2 separate regions of the Pan troglodytes genome follow, and region 1 is linked to region 2. Evidence: chromatin contacts called from public capture Hi-C data. All regions are on one chromosome and are shown on one strand. The core of a region is the stretch at or near the end of the contact, and the rest is flanking DNA. Distances in the headings are between cores, read along the strand shown. Region 1 overlaps LOC129136963 (a long non-coding RNA gene). Region 2 overlaps STXBP6 (syntaxin binding protein 6).

What was found. Capture Hi-C pulls out chosen DNA fragments and counts their contacts.
Region 1: a capture Hi-C map of stem cell-derived neural stem cells shows a contact between it and region 2, with 2.7 times the contacts expected there. The contact joins two enhancer-like sites. A contact is called at or near these places in 1 of 7 Hi-C or Micro-C datasets (stem cell-derived neural progenitor cells) and 1 of 1 other capture datasets (stem cell-derived neural stem cells).

Annotation. Positions count from the first base shown.
Region 1 is chr15:23,417,745-23,422,708 of NHGRI_mPanTro3-v2.0_pri, reverse strand. All of the region lies in intron 1 of LOC129136963 (a long non-coding RNA gene), which reads left to right. Among named protein-coding and RNA genes, the nearest start is that of STXBP6, 82 kb to the right of the region's middle. Within about 2 kb of position 2,943, at least 5 of the 24 cell types and tissues checked have an H3K27ac peak or open chromatin away from gene starts, as enhancers often do. A contact at or near this core is called in stem cell-derived neural stem cells, where this site is marked.
Region 2 is chr15:23,103,747-23,108,682 of NHGRI_mPanTro3-v2.0_pri, reverse strand. STXBP6 (syntaxin binding protein 6) reads left to right here. Exons shown (of 6, transcript XM_009427607.5): 5 at 2,816-2,973. Among named protein-coding and RNA genes, the nearest start is that of GZMB, 150 kb to the right of the region's middle. Within about 2 kb of position 3,497, at least 7 of the 24 cell types and tissues checked have an H3K27ac peak or open chromatin away from gene starts, as enhancers often do. A contact at or near this core is called in stem cell-derived neural stem cells, where this site is marked.

The DNA of each region.
Region 1 (4,964 bases), core at 1,694-4,193, 310 kb before region 2:
TGTGAATGTGGTACAATCTTGAATGTTTTTAAGGAATCCTCTGGCTCTGGGTTTGTCTAGGCAATAGAAAATGAAGACTCTAACCCCAAGGAGGGCAAAGCTCCTGGGAAGTAATGTGAACACCTCATCTCACCACCTCTGCCTTGGGAGTCAACACAAATTTATTTTTAAGAAAAAGCAGACATCCTAAAGAACTCCAGGGCCAATGGAGGACCCCGGCCTTCCTCAGAAGCTGACACAGAAGGCCAAACCTTGCTCACTCTCAATCTAATTTCCCTAAGCTCATTTTTAACCGGTCAGGTCACCACAACCCAAATAGCCAGCATTCCCACAAGAACAGGTCCAAGTCAGGATAGCTGTATTAATTGTATTAATAGTATGATACCCACAATAAAGGAAATGAGAAGCCCATCCTCCCATCATGAACTCAGCCCTGCACTGACCAAACCCAACGGAGCAGTCAAGGAGCCACAATTTAAGACAATGACATATTAAACTGAGGCAAGAGGTGAGAGACTAAAACTGCATTTTGAGGAATCATTAAAGGAAGCTGAGGGTGTTTGACCAAGAAAAGAGAAGGCCTGGTAGCTGCATTGTAGAATTTGAAGGAAGAAAGTATATGAAAGATGTTGACCATTCCAAAGCCAGCCAGATGGCAGAATTAGAAGCAGTGAGTGAAACATATACAGGGCAGATGTCTTAGTCAAGTTTCCTTAGAAAACAGACTCTAAGGCAAAGCTTAGGCATTACTGCTTTATCTGGGGGCAAAAGGTAAAAAAAAAAAAAAGACATGCGTGGCAAGGAAGGAGGGAGAGCAAGAAAAAAATAGTATGTTATCAGGCTGTACACAGCTTCCCAAGAAACACCACTGGTCACACGTCTCTGCAGAAGCAGGGCAGGCACTGCACTATGCAGCAGTCAGCAGGAAGAAGAGGAGCTAGTCATTTATTTCCCGGATACTTCCTGACTCTTCACTCTCCACATGGCACAAATATCCCTACATTTCTTTTTGTTTTGTTTTGTTTTGTTTTGAGACAGAGTCTCACTCTGTCACCCAGGCTGGAGTGCAGTGGTATGATCTCAGCTCACTGCAACCTCTGCCTCCTGGGCTCAAGGGATTCTCCTGTCTCAGCCTCCCCAGTAGCTGGGACTCCAGGTATGTGCCACCATGCCCAGCTAATTTTTGAATTTTTAGTAAAGATAGGGTTTCACCATGCTGGCCAGGCTGGTCTCAAGCTCCCTATCTCAAGCGATCCGCCCTCCTCAGCCTCCCAAAGTGAAATACCCCTACACTTCTTAGTAACCTTCTCCTACCCCTTCAAGGGGCACTGAGAGAACCAGAGCCTCAGTGGTGCAGCAGGATCTGATCTGGCCCAAGCCCTGGAGTTGCCACAGCTCCTACCACAGAGAATGTGACCAAGGCTGTGCCAAAGCCCAGCCGTCACACCCAGGAAAGTCAGAAACTACTGAGTGTAAGGAGATGAGGTGGCCACAATGGCAGTGGTGGCCAAAGCTTTATAACTGCAGGAATGGCCAGAAGCTGGGCTAACAGCCGAGGCTGTGGGGATGGGTTCATAGACCACACCAGAACATTAGCTTTTAGTAAGATGTCAGTTTGAAACCATTTAACTTTTGAAACCATCTAACGATAGAATTAGCCAGTGCTTTTCAAACATTACGTATATATGAGTACCCAGTACCCAGGAATCCTGTCAAGTGAAGATTCAGATTCAGCAAGTCTGGGATAGGGACTCAGATCAAGCATTTCCTACTAAATCTCCAGGGATGCCCCGTTGCTACTCCCAGGCTACACTCTGAATATTAGGTGAATGTTCTGCTTCACAAAGTGGTGAGTTTTACATCCCTAGGTGTGTTTTAGCAGATCCTGAATTGATTGATCTTCTGTCACAAAAAGTCAGGTATTTTGCAGAAAAGGTCTCCTGCCTGGGAATAAAAGGTTGAACTAAATGACCACTGTAGAACTTTCCAAATCTAAGATTTGTATTTATTTACCAAAACCTGATGAGCACTAAACCAATAATGAATGATACATTAGGTTAAAAAGAAGAAATGCCTAGCTTTAATCTTATTCATTGCTCACTTTTCAATGACTCCTTATCAAATCCAAAGTACAATTAGCCAAGATCCTGATTGAAATTTAGAGCCTTACCTAATGACGACTGACCAGAAATGGATGTAATTCAGTCAGTAACTAATATGAGTGATGTTTTTCTCATCATCTCCCTTTCAAAATCCTTCCTCAACCACAAGAAACTCAAGGAGTAAATGCAGAGATGTTAAAAGGTATAGACAGGACATCTAGGATTATAGGATTATTAGAGACTGTCTCCTCCAGACTCTTATCAAGCCTGAGTTAAGTGTAAAGTGAAAATTCAATCCTTTCACTTCATTCCCTGATGAATGAAAACCAAAAGAAAATCTCAATCCAGACGCTTAGGAATGTGAGTTTCTAGACAGCTGAGTTTTCTAACAAGATAAAAGCTAACGCTTTAGAACTAGATATATTTTTCCTTTTGGTCTAATGATTTTATTCTAATTATCACTTAGAACTGCCGTACAAATTTGAATTCGCCACTTCTCTTTACTTTTCAATTAATTTATCAAGTTTTCATATTCCCTATTATCAAGAGGCACGGTATCGGCTTCTTTAAGCCTTCTCCATATACACACTGGGCTTTGTCCCTGGATGCTGAAGCCCTCACACTCCAGGAAGAGAGAGCTGCTTAGTTTTCAAGGCTGGGCTGGGAGAACCCGCATGTAATTCTACGGAGTTATAACTGTCACTGCTCCTCTCTGCCACACGGTGGCACTGTTGAAGACTGGCTCTACCCAGTGATACGTGTCCGCTGCTGCAGAGCCTCTGCCCGCCTAGACCCAGGTAGAAATTTCCGTGGCTCCCAGAGGAAGGACGGCCCCATCTCCCAGGGCTGAGCTCAGCCACGTGGTTGCAGCTCTTCCTTCCTTGCACTCTCGTGCCGCATACGCCAGCTTCCCCAAATGCTGCCCAGCCCCGAGGGATGATGTTCAGGACTCTTCCAACATTCACCACTTCTCAGATCCAGAATCCTTTTCTCTCTTCCCTCCCTCAGAATGGGGTGTATAGTTGGATTTTAAACCTTCAAAATACAAAAGGTCTTATTACAGCCCTCTTTCCTGTACAACCTACACCAACCTCTCTCAGGAAAGCTATCCTCAGTGACTCCTAGGTGCCCTTACCCAGCCCCAGCCTCCTATTCACTTTCCTGACTTCTTAGACAAGATACACTGAACACAATTTAACTTTTTGTTAACAAAAAGCTTTAACAAAAAAGTCTCACAGCCATCATTATGAACATCATAGTTTGGTTTGGTTTGACCGTGGTATTTTTTTAAGGTAAGCATACACGTGTCTTTTGTATTAGAAAAATTATAGATTGGAGACATGATTTGACAATCCTATTGCAGAGCTAATATTTTGGGGAGATCCTTGGTTTCTAACCCATCTCTGGCTGGGAAGCACATGCTCTTTGCATGTGGTCTCCCCACCTCCCTGCCTCACTGCCTCCCTACCCAGGACTCTCTGACATATACCATCACTTCTTCAGTCTTACTCACTTCTTTTTTACATACATATCTTTATGCTTCAGCTAAATTTAACTATGACCATTTCTCCAAAAACAAGCTATACTTTCCCACCTCTGTGCCTTTGCTCATGTTGTTCCTATTTTCCTAAATTGCCCCTTATTTTATCCCTGCCTTTTGAAAGTTTAACCACCCTTTGAGGTCCACCCACACGCTAAATCCTCCTCCAGGTTTTTCATAATCCCTCCCGCTGAATGTGATCTCTTCCTCCTTTGTACTTCCACAGCAAATTATGCATTATCTCTTTTAAGGTAATTTCATTCCTACATTGCAAACATTTGAGATGTTGACTTCAGTGAATATAGAATTTTGATTTTTTTTTCTACAGCATTGAGAATAGCATCTTATACTTAGTAAGCATTTAGTAAATACATACTGGATGGAATTTCATTGCCAAAAGCATACTTGAACCTTTAGTAAAATTCTTCTGCTAATCTAAGCTCGGTCCCGTTTAGCGTACTCTAATCGCATGAGGATTAAATTCAAAAGAGAAAATACAAAATAGGAAGAAAAGGAGGATACTGAAGTTTTGTATAGGTTGCAAAAGTCCCAAATGGTTCTGAGAGCTAGGAATTTCTACTGATACGTTCAGTGACCTCACGGCATAGAAGAAAATCATCCATGTTTGCAGCTGAGAAAGATAAATGGGGAAATGGGGGATGTAAAAATAGGAGTCTCATTTCATAGAGCTGATCACTCTCTCTTCTCTTGGTTCCCATGATGACACTCTTGCTTTGCTTTCCTGACATCCAACTGATCCCAGTTCCCTCTCCTCAATCTCTTGATGCTGGAGTACCCCAGGACTTAGTTCCACCTCTTCTATTGTTCTCCATCTACCCCTTCTTCCTAAGAGGTTAACTTTGCCACATGAGCAACTTACAATCCACTAGAAAATGACTGATAAGGAGCGCTGATCTTAACCATCATAATATATTTCCAGCTTCTGACATTGGCACAGAGACTGGCAGGCTGTGAGTGACAGGTGGCAGTGAGTGTATAAAATCAGAACTTTAGTTCACCTAGGTGTTTCTTTGGACATGCGATGATTTGTAAGACTTGTGAATAAAATCAAGTGCATGTTTGAGAACCAGCCGTACCCAGTGATGTGTATCTGCTGCTTCAAAGAGCTTTTGCTGGTCTAGACCCAGGTAAAGATTTCTTTTACCTGGAAAGAAAAGGATAAGTAGAAATGATCCTGAACCAATGTTTTTCCTTCTGCTTTTCTTGATGGTAATCAGAGAACTCCACAGACATTAGACCTCATAAGGCAAGTCACTGTGTGTTTACACATGCCAAATGTTTTGTTCTTTGGAGCCTTTTTA
Region 2 (4,936 bases), core at 2,248-4,747:
ATGAGATTGCTCCAGAGAGAGTCTGTAGAGTGCAAAGGAGAAGAGAGTGAGGGAAAGAACCCTGGGATTACAGTTTGAGCAAGAGGATCCCAGATAGAAGAAAATAAGTCAGCAGAAGATCTCAGTCAATAGAGGAAAAATATTAAAGATTTAGGGAATGGTCAACAGAGCGAAATGATGCACTCTGAGAATTTGTAATCCAGCTGGGAAGTCATTGCATCTACAGGTGAAAAAGTCAAGTAGGAGAAGAGTTGCCCGTGATTGTACTTAATTAAGTACCCAAGAAGGATATAGATATTATTTAGGGAGTTGAGTGGAGGGAGAGATTGGAATTGACCTGAAGCTTAATAAAGGTGATGGGACTTCACTGTGCCTAAAATGTGGGTAGAATTGAAACTGGAAGAGGTTATTTCAACCAAGGAAATGAAATTTGTTCGAATTCATCCTGATGCCTGAAAATAACTGAAGGTGAATTTCCTATTGGTAGTAGTCAGCAATGTCATCTTTCAACAGTGAAGACAGCATCTGGTTCTCTATGAGTTATAATGTCTCCTGTTAAACAGTATCATATAAAACTGAGTGTGATGTTACCTGACATCACGTGCAAGATTAATTTCAAGCAACAAAGCAGCAAGGCTTATGTGTAGTGGGTTCATTCCAGAAACACGAGTGAAGATCATGCAGGTTAATTCCAGTGGGAAAAGGCAAGTCTTGGTTATACACCCTCTTAATTTTATAGCAGCTAATTCTAAAATCCTTTTGATTTAAGGAAGCTATTCCTAGTGGTGAAGTTGCAGCTTCCCTGCCCTATCTTTTCCCAGTCCTCTGGTGGCTCAGCTGTGAATATATGGAAGGAGGCAGGAAAAGGAGATTTTCTTGTGCCCTCTCCCAACTCCTCTGCGCCCTTCCCCATCTTCCTGTTCCACCCCATTGGCCTCTTCCTTTTTTGAGAAAACTTGACTTTCCATGTGGCATGGGTAATAACTCTTAATTTACCAAGAGGAGTACCTTGAGGACAGAAACGGTCAGGCGTTACCTTGGGAAATAACCTGTCAAAACCTATCTGTATGCTAGTCTGCCCACAATTCTGTCTTAGTGATTGCTTCTCTGAACCAACACCATATCTGCAAAGAACAAGGTAGAGAATAAGGAAAAGTCACTGGGAAACCAGGCTCAAGTGCTATCCATGTCACTTCCCTAGTGATACGGTATTGTGCAAGCCTCTTAACCTCTGCTAGTGTCAATCCTATCAGCAGAATTGTGACAATCAAGTGAGATAATATTCGTGAAGGTGCTTTATGATTGCAAAGTGCTATTCAAGTGTTGAGCAGCATGGATAGGTTATTATCATAGTTATGAGTATGATATGAAAGCAAAGGGGACCAAGATTTCTCCTCCTAAATCTGTTCTGAAGACCCAGACCTTTCATTCCAACCTTGCATTCAACCAGATTTGCCTAGAACTGCATTTCCTCTGCTCCCTGTTTATCTGTGCTGATTTATCTTGGTTCATGTAGTGCTTGATGCAACTGAGTAACACTGAGTTAACCCCATTCTCCTCCCCTTAGTGCATAATTGAATCCCTTGAAATCCACCATTAAAGAAGAAAAATGGAAAAACATTTACTAAGTGCTTCCTCCAGTCCAGGCACTTTCTTTGCCTGAGATCCTTTTCCACAAACCACAGACTGTGCCCACAGAGGAGAAATTAAGAACCCTTTGCAGCTGAGACCAGTGGAAATTGCGTTTCTATTAAAAGCTGTCTGTGGCTAGATGTATCCATCCCAGGTACAAAGTTAAATGATGTAATAAACTTATTCAAAGACATAAAGTCATTATATAAAATGCCATTAAATATCTCACACTCAATGTTAACAAAATACAGCTATAAATTTCCTTTGGTTGTCATTTTGCAAGTTGCTATTTCTCAGTGATTTATGCATCGGCAAGTTCTTCACTATTGAATTTTGCTGCCCAGTCCCGGCAAATGGGATGTCAGGAATGCATGACCCTCTGAGATGCAATGGCTTTCAACCTTCTTGGTATCACCACTCCTGAGTTTGGGAGTACCAAGTTTCTTCTAGGGCTGGTTTCTATCACTGTTTTGTACCTGCTGGTTAAGTATGGTCCTGAGGCTCCGTATTTCACATACTAGAGATCAGAGGTAAGGAGTCCCAACCATCCGAGCCATGGTACAGAATCCAAGGTTGGGAGCAGACACATCTACTCTGAGCTTTGAGACTGGATCATAGCTCTTACATGAAGCTGTACATTTTGGGGTGTTCTTTACTTGCTGGATGAAGGGGTAAAATGAAGAAGAAGCGTTGGAAGGAATATAGAGCATTCTATCTAGAAAAGTTCTGTGGTCCCAGTTTTCCTATGGTTATTCACCGAAACCACAGGTCAAAAGGAAATAACATAAGATCCAGATATGTCTCATTGAACTTGCCTAATTCTGTGAACTTATCAATGTTTTCATTTATCTTTGCAAGCCAAGTTGTAAATCCAGACAGGCCCCATCCTTTTGAGCCTCCACAGATAGAATACTGGCAGAATGGAAATGACTGGCGTGTCAGTGATGAGTTTATAGAGAAGCATTTAGGATTTTCCTAGGTCCTGCAGTCAGTGGGTGTTCTTGCTGCAAGTGCGTCAGTCAAACCCAATCAAAAGAAATGTCGGCTTGTTTCCTAGTCACTAGACGAGCGGCCTTTCTGCAGTGTGACCTGCCTTCCTCTTACAGGGTACTCACCCTGCCGGAGTCTGGTCACTGTGGGTCAGCTGAGCCAGTTTCTGATGCACCTGCTCTCCTCCTTTCAGGAAACAGCATCCTCCATTCAGCTGCTGACAGCGTGACCAGCGCAGTGCAGAAGGCAAGCCAGGCCTTGAATGAGCGTGGAGAGCGATTAGGCCGAGCGGAGGAGAAGACAGAAGACCTGAAGAACAGCGCCCAGCAGTTTGCAGAAACTGCGCACAAGGTGGGCCAAGAGAGGGGCAGGCTTCTCAGCTCTGGGGTGTTGGGGAGCTACAGTGCCAAGAAACTTTATTTCAGTATTTTCCTGTGATGAGAGATATAAAATTAAGCTTTCTATTTCCCCTTTATGTAATTCCCATCTGCTACTTACTAAACACCTGAGTCGTGGAAAATTTCTTCTTGTGCCTGGTTTCTTTGGCTCTTTTCTAATGTCCTCATCCGTATCTCTGACCTTCTGACCTTGGATCTTTAGTTCCTGCTCAGAAGTTTAGGGCTCAAGTATCGAGGCACAGAACAGGGGGTTGGGGAGAAGAGATCAGGTCTTCGAATATCCCTGCCCCACTTAGCCAACACATGGAGGACGTGAGGCTGCTCGTGCTTGCTTTTCCATCCTGTCCCTTTCTCATCCTGAGTCTAGCAGTGTGTCCTTATCTCTTCACCAGACACAAAGCAAGCCCCAGTCCCAGGGAACTACGCACCTCGGGGCTAGTTTTCCCTTGGAGAGGGGTCGATTGTTATTTCAGGGCCTCAATTCTGGGGCTCTGAGCTTGACCGGACCAGCGCTGAGCTGTCAGCAATACTCCCTGCTGCCCCTGAATCCAGAGAAGGGCATTTCCTGCGTGACTGAGTGCGCACTCTGCACATTCTCATACTCGCTGAGAACTGTGCCTTTTAGAAGGGAAAGGGGCAGTTTTTATTGGCAGCCAGCTATCTAAGGCAGTCACAAACCAAAGGAAAGAGAGGCCCTGTTGGTCACGTGATAAAGAGGATTTATTACTGTTGTTGTGCTTCAGATCAAAGGGCAGTTTTTTTTCTGGTTAGTGGTTTGAATTTAGCCTTCCAGAAACAACATCTGCTGATGACTTGTGTTGGCATGTCAGGCTTATGATCTGGCCCTTCAAATACACTTTTCAGGTGACCTTTCGGGGAAGAAAATAACTGGCTTTAACAGAAACACCACTTCTGCTGAGGAAACAAGGATGGATAACCTAAAAAGCAATGAGAAAAATATTCCCAGCTGAGTTGCGGTGACCTCTTCTGGAGGCTCACGCTCAGGTCCAGCTGGGGATCCAGCTCTGAGTGGATGACTCCTGCCTTCTCTTCCTGCATCCCCTTTGCACAGCGCTGTCTTGTCGTCTCATTCATTCTCTGTCATGACAGGGTCTTACTGCACTCTTGCCTGTGGGGCCCATTTCGAGTTCCTTCAAGGAGAATTGGCCAGATCTATCTGAAAATGCAGACAGCCCTGCTGGAGGCCAGAGCCTCAGATTGCTGCTGTGGGTGCAGAGGCAGAGAGAGTGAATTTGGATTGAAGGTCTCCCTAGTTCCTTCCTCCTTTCTCCAGCCTCTGTGACACAGAGATAATGATGACATGGAAATGCTGGCGTTACAGCCTCAGCTTCTTTAACAACAACAGCAGCTTCCGTGATTTCAGTGGGAGACGGATAGTGGAAATCTGGGGAAACATTTAAGTTGTTGAGTTGGGTAGAAGAGGCTAAAGGGAATAACTTTATAACAGTCTTCAGTTCTGGGAAGGGTGATAGTACAGGCATTTTTCTTTCATGTCTTCCCACACAGAATAGAGCAATCAATAGTGCACTGATAAAATTCTGCTAAAACAAGAGTTTAGGTTAATGATTAAACCATGAACCAGGTTACCAAGGAAGATTGTAAAATTGCTCTTCCTAAGGTGGCATAGACAATACCTGGATGTCGTCCACGTAGGCATCCCTCCCAGAGGGGGCTGTACAAACACTGGATTGGATAACCTAACCAGATGGCCTGAATTCTTGGCCCTGGTAGCCCTGTTTCCCTGATACTGTGGCCAAGTTTGCGAGGCAATTGGGAAAGCAATATGGAATAGTAGTTAACATCTTGTGTTTGAATATAGCTCTGTCATTTACCATCTTGGTGACCTTGGGCAAATGCTTAATTTCTCTAAGCCTCAGTTTTCTCATCAGTAGAAT